2 separate regions of the Sus scrofa genome follow, and region 1 is linked to region 2. Evidence: chromatin contacts called from public HiChIP or PLAC-seq data. All regions are on one chromosome and are shown on one strand. Each heading gives the region's core, a stretch centred on a gene start, on an enhancer-like site or on the middle of the called end of the contact. The rest is flanking DNA. Distances are from core to core; before and after follow the strand shown. Region 1 holds the start of ZNF236 (zinc finger protein 236). Region 2 overlaps MBP (myelin basic protein).

Region 1 (4,524 bases), core at 230-2,729, 110 kb before region 2:
TCTGGCCCTGCTTAGTGGGCTAAAGATCCTGAGTTGCTGTGGCATAGACAGGGAGCTACAGCTTGGATTAGAACCCTAGCCTGGGAGCTTCCATATACTGCACCTGTGGCCCTAAAAAAACAAAAAAGCAAAAACTCAACCCCCCAGCAGATGTCGATTGCTAAATCCCATTTGCTATTCATTGGCTGGCTGATGTTGGTTAAATAACCTGAACTTGTTTCCTTTTATGATGGTCTACTTTTTAATAAACTTCATGTATATAAAGTACCTGACAGATAAGACTCACTAGTGTTTCTTTACCCTGTTGCCTCTACCTGAACATCCTGTTAGAATACAACCACTTACTAAAAATGTTTCAGTTAAGAGAGGGTTTTTCCCTCTGTAATTAATCTTATCCTTCTCAAAGTTCTCTGTGGATTTTTAAATAAAGCCTCTGACATTTGACTAATTTTGTGTCTTTCTTGCCCGATGAGTCCAAGTTTTTTGGAGGGAGATTGTTTTGTTAACCTTTGAATTCTCTCATAATATGGTCAGTGATTATTATTTGTGCCTTTGAAATAGTTTTTTTTTTTTCTGAGGATATTATGTTAGACGTTTTCTTTTGTTTTACTTGACCTTACCTAACACTTTGCTGTCATGTTCCTGTTTGAATTTTGTGGAAGTTGGTGTGGCTAACAACAACAACAACAAAAAATCAATACATTTGAAACTATAAATCTTAAGGCATTACATTAGATAGGAACATTAGTCCAAGACTGATGTTTTGGATAGTTTTGGCTCCGGGGCTTTTTGCCACTATAGTCTGTTCAGGGCCTTCCTGAAACAACACATCAAGACGAAGTGCTCTTGGTTTTCCTGGAATTCATGAGCATATAAACACGTGTCACATACTACGCATGTGGCACATAATGGACCCTAGGTCGGGGTTTTCTTTTACCTGCCTCCACCTGGGAAGCTCCTCCTCACCACCTCTGCCTGCTCAAGGTTACCTTTCCTACTTACTTCCCATGACCCGACCTGTTGGGTGACTTTGGCTGCCCAAGACGTAAGCCAGGACCGCCAGGTGACCGCGGCCCGCCCGCCCCACCTCCTCGAGGCCAGGACCGCCAGGTCATTGTGGGTCGCCCGGCCCCCAGCCCCAGACGCCAGGAGCGCGAGGTTCCGCGGCCTGCTAGTGTTCCAAGCCGCCTGGGAGGCCAGCACCTCCAAGTGACTGCGGCCCGCTCACCCTCCGTCGCCCAAGCCCGAACGGCGGAACGCGCATGCGCACCACGCCGCTCCCCCGCCCCCACCTCGCGCCCGCGCCCAACGCCCCCAACGCGGCCCGCCGGGCCATGGAACCCGCCGAAGTTGGCGCGGTTCGAGCTCTCCTGTTCGCTCGCTCGGGCGCCTTCCCCCCGTGAGGCCCGTGGGCGCTCGGCCGGGGCTCGGCGGCTGCCTGGGCCGCTCCGCCCGCCTCCGCCGCTCGGCGGGCGCGCGCCGCGCTCCCGCGGCCGATCCCCGCGCGTGCGCGCTCTGCCGAGTGTATGTGTGTGAGTGTGTGTGCGGCCGAGGGGTGGTCCGCCGCTGCCGCCGACGATGCCGCGGGGCCGCCCCCCGAAGCCCAAGGAGAGCAAGGCGCGCGGCGACACCGGTAAGCGGCCCCGGCCCGGCCGGCCGCGCTGTGCCGCTCCGCGCGAATATAGTCCCCGGATGCGGCGCGGGGGGCGCTGGGAGCGGGCCGGGCCGGGGGTGGCGGGGCGGCTGGGCTGGGCCCGGCCTGGGGCCGGGGCCGGGGCCGGGGTCCGGGGTCCAGGCCGGGGAGCGGCCCCGCCACGCCCGCCGCCGCTGACGCCGCCGCCTCCCGACTGCCGGCCGCAGGGCGCGGGCGGAATGATATCGGCGCGGCGCGGCCGGCCCCTCCGCCGGGCTGGGCCTACTTTCCTGGGCCGCGCGGGCGGGCGGCAGCTGCGGCGGCGGGGCCGGGGGCGAGGCGCGCCGCCTTCCCCCTCCCGCTCCCGCTCCAGCTCCCCGCGCCCCGCTCCTCCCGCACCCTCCTTCTTCGTCCACGCAGCCAGGCTGGCGCGGGGCGCGGGAGGCCTTCTTTTTGGGAAGCTGCGTCCGTGCGGGGAATGGCGGGCCCGGGGGCAGGCGGCTGGGAGGGTGCGGAGCCCCGAGGCGGGCAGGAGGGGGCCCGGTAGCCGGCCCCCCGGCCTCTCCCGCGGCTCCCGGAGGGCTGGTGCCCGCAGGACGCGGGCGCGCGGGGCCGTGTCTGGACCCGGCAGGCCGGCGTGCGCTTCTCACTGTGCCCTCGCAGGCATCGGGGAGCAGGAGGGGCGGGCTAGGGGTCGGTGTAAGCTTAGGGGACGAACCAAACCAGATGGGACCGTTCTAGTTACTGCAGTTGCTGAAATTGACAGACGAGTAAACTAGGAAGGTGTTCCGACGTCACTGCCACGCAGTAAATGTGAATTTCATCGAGGATGCTCACACTTCGTGTAGCCCTTGTGGAACTTGGGGAAATACAGGTGTGCAGATGGGTAGTCGGGTAATAACCGCTCAGAATTTTGATTAGTGTCTGATGGTGTCTGGAAGCAGGTCTCAAAGGGCTCTCTTCCTGCTTTGGCCTTATTTTATTCAGTGTTTATTAAGTTTTTTGTTGATATGACTTCTGCTAAGAATAGCAAAGTGCAGTGTCTCTCTGTTACTTGGGAAAAGGCTTAGGAGAAAAAAAAGAATGTAAAATTTGCATTGGAATAAGGCCAGGAAATTATTCGTCCTCCACTCTCCCATTTCACCTAGTTTTTCAAGCCTCAAACTTAGAAAAATAATTCTCTTACTCCCTAAGACATTTCTTAAGTTTTGTAGCTTCTACCCCCCAAATGTATTTTCAGTTGGCCCTGCTCTTTCCCTCTCCTGGGTTACCACCTTACCATTTTTCAGGCTCTGTAGGAGCCTCTGGTCTCTCTGCCAGTCCTATAAACCCATCATCTGTAGGCCTGAGGCTCTCTTTAAGATGTAAATACATGGTCACACCCTGATTAAAATTAAGCTGTGGATCCCTTATCCCTTTAACTTAAAATCCCACTCCTGCAGGATCCTAACTGATCTGGCATTTGTCCATCTCTTTTTGCTCTTGCCCTGCCCTACCACTCAGTCCTTGGCATTCCAGATGACACCACATTTACTTCTGTCTCAGGGCCTTTGCAGTTCCCTATTTTGAGACTCCACCTCCTCTTCTGTAGGTCTCTGTGCTTCAGCATCCTAAGAGAGGCCTCTTCAGACCTTTCAGACCTTTTTGCTACTTTCCCCCCGCTTTCCACCAGTCATTCTTTACCACAATGGTTTTCAAAAGTGTGGGAGTTCATGGAGACAATTTCAGGGGTCTGCAAGGTAAATATTTTTGTAGTAATACTAAGACCATTTGACTTTTTCATTTGGTTAACATTTGCACTAGTCACACACAGGTAATTAGGCGTAAAACTGTTCATGCCTTAGCAGTAGTCAAGGTGTGGAAACACCATACTGTGTGAGGCTGCATTATTTTAGTTTTATTTTAGAGAGATAATTGACATAACATTGTTTCAGGTGTGCAACATAATGATTCCACATTTGTATACATGGTAAAATGATCACCACTATAAGTCTCTCTGTATTCCACTTAAAAACAGCATATGACGAGAATGCAGAAGCAGAGATGAGGAACCACCTGTCTTGTGTTAAACCAGACATTAAAAAGATTTATGAACGTGGAAACTCTTCTTACTGCTTTTTGGAGAGTGTGTATTTCATAATAATATGTGTTTATGTTAACATGTAATAGATTTATTTTTCAGTGAATAAGTGTTTTAAAAATTACTCAGTTTCAAGGAAGTCCCTGGTAGCCTAGTGATTAAGGATCCGGTGTTGTCACTGCTGTGGCATGAGTCTGATCCCTGGCCCAGGCACTTCTACATGCCACAGGCATGGCCAAAAAAAAAAAATACACACACCACACAATGTATATGTACATAATATATATACATTTATATATGTATTATGTATATAATATATGCATATTTACACACACACATTTTTGCCTGGGTCAAGTTACTGCAGAGGTGTGGGTTCTATCCCCAGCCTGGCATAGTAGGTTAAAGGATCTGGTGTTGCTGCAGCTCTGGGGTGGGTCACAGCTTCAGCTCAGATTCAGTCCCTGGCCCGGGAACTTCCATATGCTGTGGGTTCAGCCATAAAAAAAAAAAAAAAAAAAAAAATTGCTCAGCTTCAGTTTCTAATAGGGCAATTGTCAATAGGTACAGCCTATATAATGTTATGGTCTGAGGTCCTCAATAATATTTAAGAATGTAAAGGGGTCCCAAGACCAAATGTTTGGGGACTGCTATGCTATCAGTTCATGATCTTAATGCTTCTCACTCTGAAATTATTTTGCCTGTTTTTCTGAGTCACTGTTATGAATTTTATTCCTAAGAAAATCCTGGAAGATAGGGATTTTTACAGACGTGGGGATGAGGCTCAGGTTAACTGATCTGAAAGGTCCACCCA
Region 2 (4,892 bases), core at 1,203-3,702:
TTTTGGAAAGTGTGCCCTGGGCGTCCTGGGCCCCCTTGAGTCCCTTGTGAGCCGGTTTGTAGTCAGGAGCTCTGCCTCCGTAGCCGAATCCCGGCTTCTGGCCCTCGGCGCCCTGCAAGAAAAGAGGGCACCTCTCAGTCAGTGCCCAAGTGATGCCCCATGCCCATCATGCTGGCCCAACCTGGGCAGCTGCCTCTGGAAGATCAAACCTCCCCTGCAGCAGCCACTTCCCCTCTCCATGCTGTGTGGGTTTCAACAGCAGATTAGCCAACATCTCTCAAAACAAGGTCAAGAACTTTGGCCCAAAACATGCCCAGAGGAAGGGGAGCCCTAGACATGCTGGGAGAGTGTGTGCAAAGCCTGGTCCCCAAGGGAAGCCAAGTGCCCCGCCCTGGGTCTCCTTTGGCCCTTCGAACCGTTGGCTCTCACCTGCTGCCTGGAGACACCAGCAGCCTTTGCACTTGGTGAAATGTGAGGCTCATACCTTCCAACATGCAAAGACCAACCTCCCAGTTCCTTGGCCTGGAGCCTCTCCTGAGGACAGACAGGACCAGCTCCCCTGGCCTTGGTGTGGGAGTCCTGAATGTGGATGGTAGCCTGGGGCCAGGGTTCTTCCTGGAGCCTGGGCTGGGAGCCAGTCGTGATAGAGGGAAGGGGGCAGGTCCCAGCTGAGAAGCCATGTCTCCCAGGCTGCGCACCAAAGCGTAGCCCCAGAGCCAGCAACTTGGCAGGTCTCCACCACTCCCAGGCTGTGTGACCTCAGACAAGTGTCAGAACCTCTCTGAGTTTCAGCCTCCTCTTGCATAAAATGGGGATAATGGATGCTCTGCTCTGAGGATGGAGCTTGTAGCTCTGAACTTCCGAGCTTGCCAGGATTAAGGAAGATGGCCTCCCAGACAGACCGGCAGCCCCCACCCCTGCCTCCAGCTACGCCAGAAGCCCCCGCTCACTTCAGGGAAGATGAAGAGAGCTGCCTTTACGGCACATGGCAATGGCAGTGATCACCGAAATGTAAAAACCTATGTGTCTCTAGGACCAGCTTGCGTTCTAATATCCTTTAGCTTCAGAGGGGAGCTTGTACTGTGAACAAGAGAGAGGAACAGGGGAAAGTCCAGGTGTTCAGTCATGACGGATGTCAGCATTGGGGGTAAAACGTGTCCAGCTGTGGGTGCCATGTCCGTCAGGGGCCAAACAGGCAGCTCAAGGCATCAGCACAGGACCTCATGGATCTCTATGCTCCGAGACTCATTTTACATTTTGCCAGCAAGAGGTGGGAGGCTCTTTACATGTGCCGCTCCTGAGAATTTTAGAAACAAAGTAAAACCATCTCCTGATCCAAACCCCAGACCCCTTTGCCTCAGCCCACAGTCCTTTTAAGTTTCCCGAGTGTGTTTTAGGGTTCAAGAAACCATCGAACCCATCGCTCTAGTTTAGAGGTGTTGGAAATGGGTTCTAGAAGGTTCAGGATTCAGAGTTCCCACCGTGGCTCAAGTGGGTTACGAACCTGAGTAGCAACCATGAGGATGCAAGTTCAATCCCTGGGCTCACTCAGTGAGTTAAGGATCCAGCATTGCCGTGAGCTGTGGTGTAGGTCGTAGATGTGGCTCAGATCCTGCGTAGGCCAGCAGTTACAGCTCTGATTCAACCTCTAGCCTGGGAACTTCCTTATGCTGTGGGTGTGGCCCTAAAAAGAAAGCGAAGAAGTTTCAAAATTCTTCTGGTTCACTAGTTCACCTATCTCAGGTTTGGACTGAGGCTGGACCAGGGCCATCTGTCAAGACACTGCCCCTCCATCACCCCAACCCCCAGACACTGGCCACTCAGAGGCAGCTACTGTCATGTGAAGGTTTTGTTTCAGGGGTTATCACGTGCATAAGGGACAGAGCAGGGAAGATGCAGGACTGCATATGAGATGAACCCAGAGCTGCCCTTGAACCCTAGGGGCTCCCACGGACATGGTCCCTCCGTGGTGGTACATGGAGGGACAGGTGACAGGTAAAGAGGGCTGTGCCAAAGGACAGACGTGAGATGGTGGAAATCCATGCTTTCCCGAGCAAGTGCTAAGCCATTCTCTAACTCCGTTGTTTTTCTCCAAAAGTAAAGAGCTTCTGAGAATTAAATTCAAAGATTGGCTTTCAGATTAGTAATCTGTTTAACTGTTCTCCTTTCAAATTCTCGGTCACTTCTATCTTTGAGCAACCTAGAATTTACCAGAAAACATACACCATAGTTTAGAAAACTGGTGGCAGTTTCAGAAACTCCAAACGGGCAGACGGTCCTGCAGTTCTAGGAAACAGACACTAACTAGCTCTCGGGACACAGAGAAGGATTTTGCTTTGGGAAAAAGAGAAATTTCAGACGGATTAGTGGGACCCCAAGTGGAGAAACGAAGGAGAAGCAGGCAAAGGCCGGGCTGTTAGCTGCTGAGGCTGAGGTGGCCTTTAAGGACAGGAGGAAAAGCGTCTCTCAACCCTCCCCTCGCTGCCCAGTCTGTGATGACTGTGCCCTGGGTCCATGCCTAGAAGGCTTGGTCAGGCGATTATGAAAATAAGATTTCTGGGTCAAAAATGGATTTCATTCTTCAATATCATCTTTGTTACCTGCTGGCAAAGAAAGTCAGTAATTAATTGGCTGTGAGTGCTGGACTGTGTCAATGTCCCACAGGTTTGTCACCTTTTAGCAAACCCATTAGATCAGAAAAAGGCTCAGGAATATTTGGACAAAATGTTCCAGCAAATATCTCAGTACGTAATCCAGTGTAATGATGTGTTGGAGCAGTTCATGGAATCTTTCTTCTGCCTTTTCTCTGGGGGCAGCTCTCTTCCTCTCCCTTCCTCTCTCCTCCCTCTCCCTCCCCCTTCCCTTTCCCCTACCCTGTCCTCCCCCTTCTCCCCCCGCCCACCGCCTCCTTCCCTTCCTTCCTTCTTTCTTTTTCTTTTTTTCTAAATTCATTCATTCTATGAATCTTTTTTATATTAAAATTTTTTTAAAATATATTTTTAATGATTTTTTTTTTTCTTTTTAGGGCCGCACCTGTGGCATATAGAGGTTCCCAGGCTAGGGGTTGAGTCGGAGCTGTAACTGCTGGCCTACACCACAGCCACAGCAACGGGGGATCCAAGCCATGTCTGTGACCCACACCATCGCTCACAGCAATGCTGGATCCTTAACCCACTGAGCGAGCCCAGGGATTGAACCCACAACCTGATGGATACTAGTTGGGTTCATTAACCACTAAGCCAAGATGGGTACTCCTATTTTTAATGATTATTAATTGACCATCAAGTACACATAGGCTCTGTTCCAGAGAGTAAGGACCTTGTGATTCCAAGGATACTGGAGGGTGCATCTCTATAAAGATGCTGTGTCTCTATGACAGACACAGTTCCTGGCCTACACGTTAGTGGTTCTATTTTTATTCTGGAAATTTTATAAAGTAAGAACCATATCTGATACTTACTAGTAACTATGGGCAATAGAATTGGTTAAAGTACAGGTAGGCAGTTTAAGGTGGCTCAGACACCAAATTTTACTGGAAATTCAACAAATCGGCTGTTTAAAGTCTTCATGGACACGTTGTTCTCAGAAATTCCTAGAAAAGTTTTCCTAGCTGGCTTGGTAGCTAAGCTTTCAGTTTTACTAAATCGACACAGAACTCTTTCAGGTAACGTGGGTTATTGTAAACCAAATAACTTCATTTAGTGTCTTTTGCCCTTGTCTGTGGCCTCATTTTTCCTCAAGGAAATGTCAGCCTCTGAGGGGAGGGCTGGCTGTTGGGGACCACATGACTAGCTTTTCTCATCTGTTGCTTTGACAGGAAACCAGGCATTTCCTCAAACGTGGAGTCACCCCATCTCCTGGGAGGAGCTTTTGGTGTTGCCTGGGGCGGGGGCGGGGGGTGGGGGCTGGGAAGCAGAGAGGGGACAGTGCAGGAGGGAGCACCAGCCGCGGGCCAGCTGGTGAGATGGGGAAGAAAGTGGGCCCATGAGCAACTGAAACAGAGCAGAACAGAAAAGTCGAGTGCCTGTGAGGAGGGAAGCAGAGGCAGCGGGATGGACATGCGTTTGTCACCTACCCAGCTAAATCTGCTGAGGGACAGTCCTCGCCCCTGTGTGAGGAAAAGAAAGAAAGAGTGACATGGAGGCCAGTGCAGGGAAACATCTTCTTTCAATAAAACAGGAGACACAATCAAAACAACACAGTGCTGAGATGCAAAGAGCTTTTGTCACGTGTACCATGTCCCTGTGGGTGGCCGTGGCCACCTGGAGCTGCCCAGAGATTGCTGATCAGGTTTGAGGGGAAAGAGCAGGAATGATGCATGCTGTCTCTGCACCTGCCGGTGGGAAGGGATGCCATGCACATGTCAGCCTGTTCTTGTGAGATCCACGTGGAAAACACTGGGGGAGGAAGTCATTTCGTCATTTGGGATGAGTCCAGCCCTTTTTGGTACATTTAGGGGTTTCTGGGAAGGTCTATAAATAAAGTGACACTGACTCGAAGCATTCAGAGGTCTTACCTTCCCTTGAGATGGGGGAGGTGTGCGAGGCGTCACCTGCAAAGACACAGGAGAGTGGTGAGCCTGGTGAACTGGTGGGGGGGGTCCCCTCCTTGAGAGCAGCCCTGACCCTCCTGGTGAGACCCCCCCCTTGTTGCTAGGTCCCAGCTAGCTCCTGTTTGCCGAGAGCGTCTAGGATCTATCGCTGTAAGAAGTCACCCACTCAGTCCCTGCCTGGCTCCCCATCCTGTCCTAGGTGAGTGAGAAATAGAGGATTTGAGAAGTTGAAAGTCTCCAGAGCCACTCAGGTCTTCGGGAACATGCAGAAAGTGTGTGAGAGGATGGCAAACACACTCTACAGCCAGGGAGGCCGCCTGTGACACGCCCATCCCACATG

Evidence for each region. HiChIP or PLAC-seq counts read pairs in DNA pulled down with a chosen protein or histone mark.
Region 1: an H3K27ac HiChIP or PLAC-seq map of alveolar macrophages shows a contact between it and region 2. The contact joins the promoter of ZNF236 here to the enhancer-like site in region 2. A contact is called at or near these places in 2 of 5 promoter capture datasets (fetal skeletal muscle and liver), 24 of 47 Hi-C or Micro-C datasets (adipose tissue, alveolar macrophages, blood and 15 more) and 2 of 2 datasets of contacts at active chromatin or transcription factors (alveolar macrophages and skeletal muscle).

Annotation. Positions count from the first base shown.
Region 1 is chr1:147,779,116-147,783,639 of Sscrofa11.1, reverse strand. It overlaps ZNF236 (zinc finger protein 236), which reads left to right and starts at 1,479. Exons shown (of 33, transcript XR_002345824.1): 1 at 1,479-1,633.
Region 2 is chr1:147,673,666-147,678,557 of Sscrofa11.1, reverse strand. MBP (myelin basic protein) reads right to left here. Exons shown (of 7, transcript NM_001001546.2): 4 at 4,517-4,552; 5 at 4,076-4,108; 6 at 1-112. Among named protein-coding and RNA genes, the nearest start is that of MBP, 27 kb to the right of the region's middle. Within about 2 kb of position 2,452, at least 17 of the 83 cell types and tissues checked have an H3K27ac peak or open chromatin away from gene starts, as enhancers often do. A contact at or near this core is called in adipose tissue, alveolar macrophages, mesenteric adipose tissue and 3 more, where this site is marked.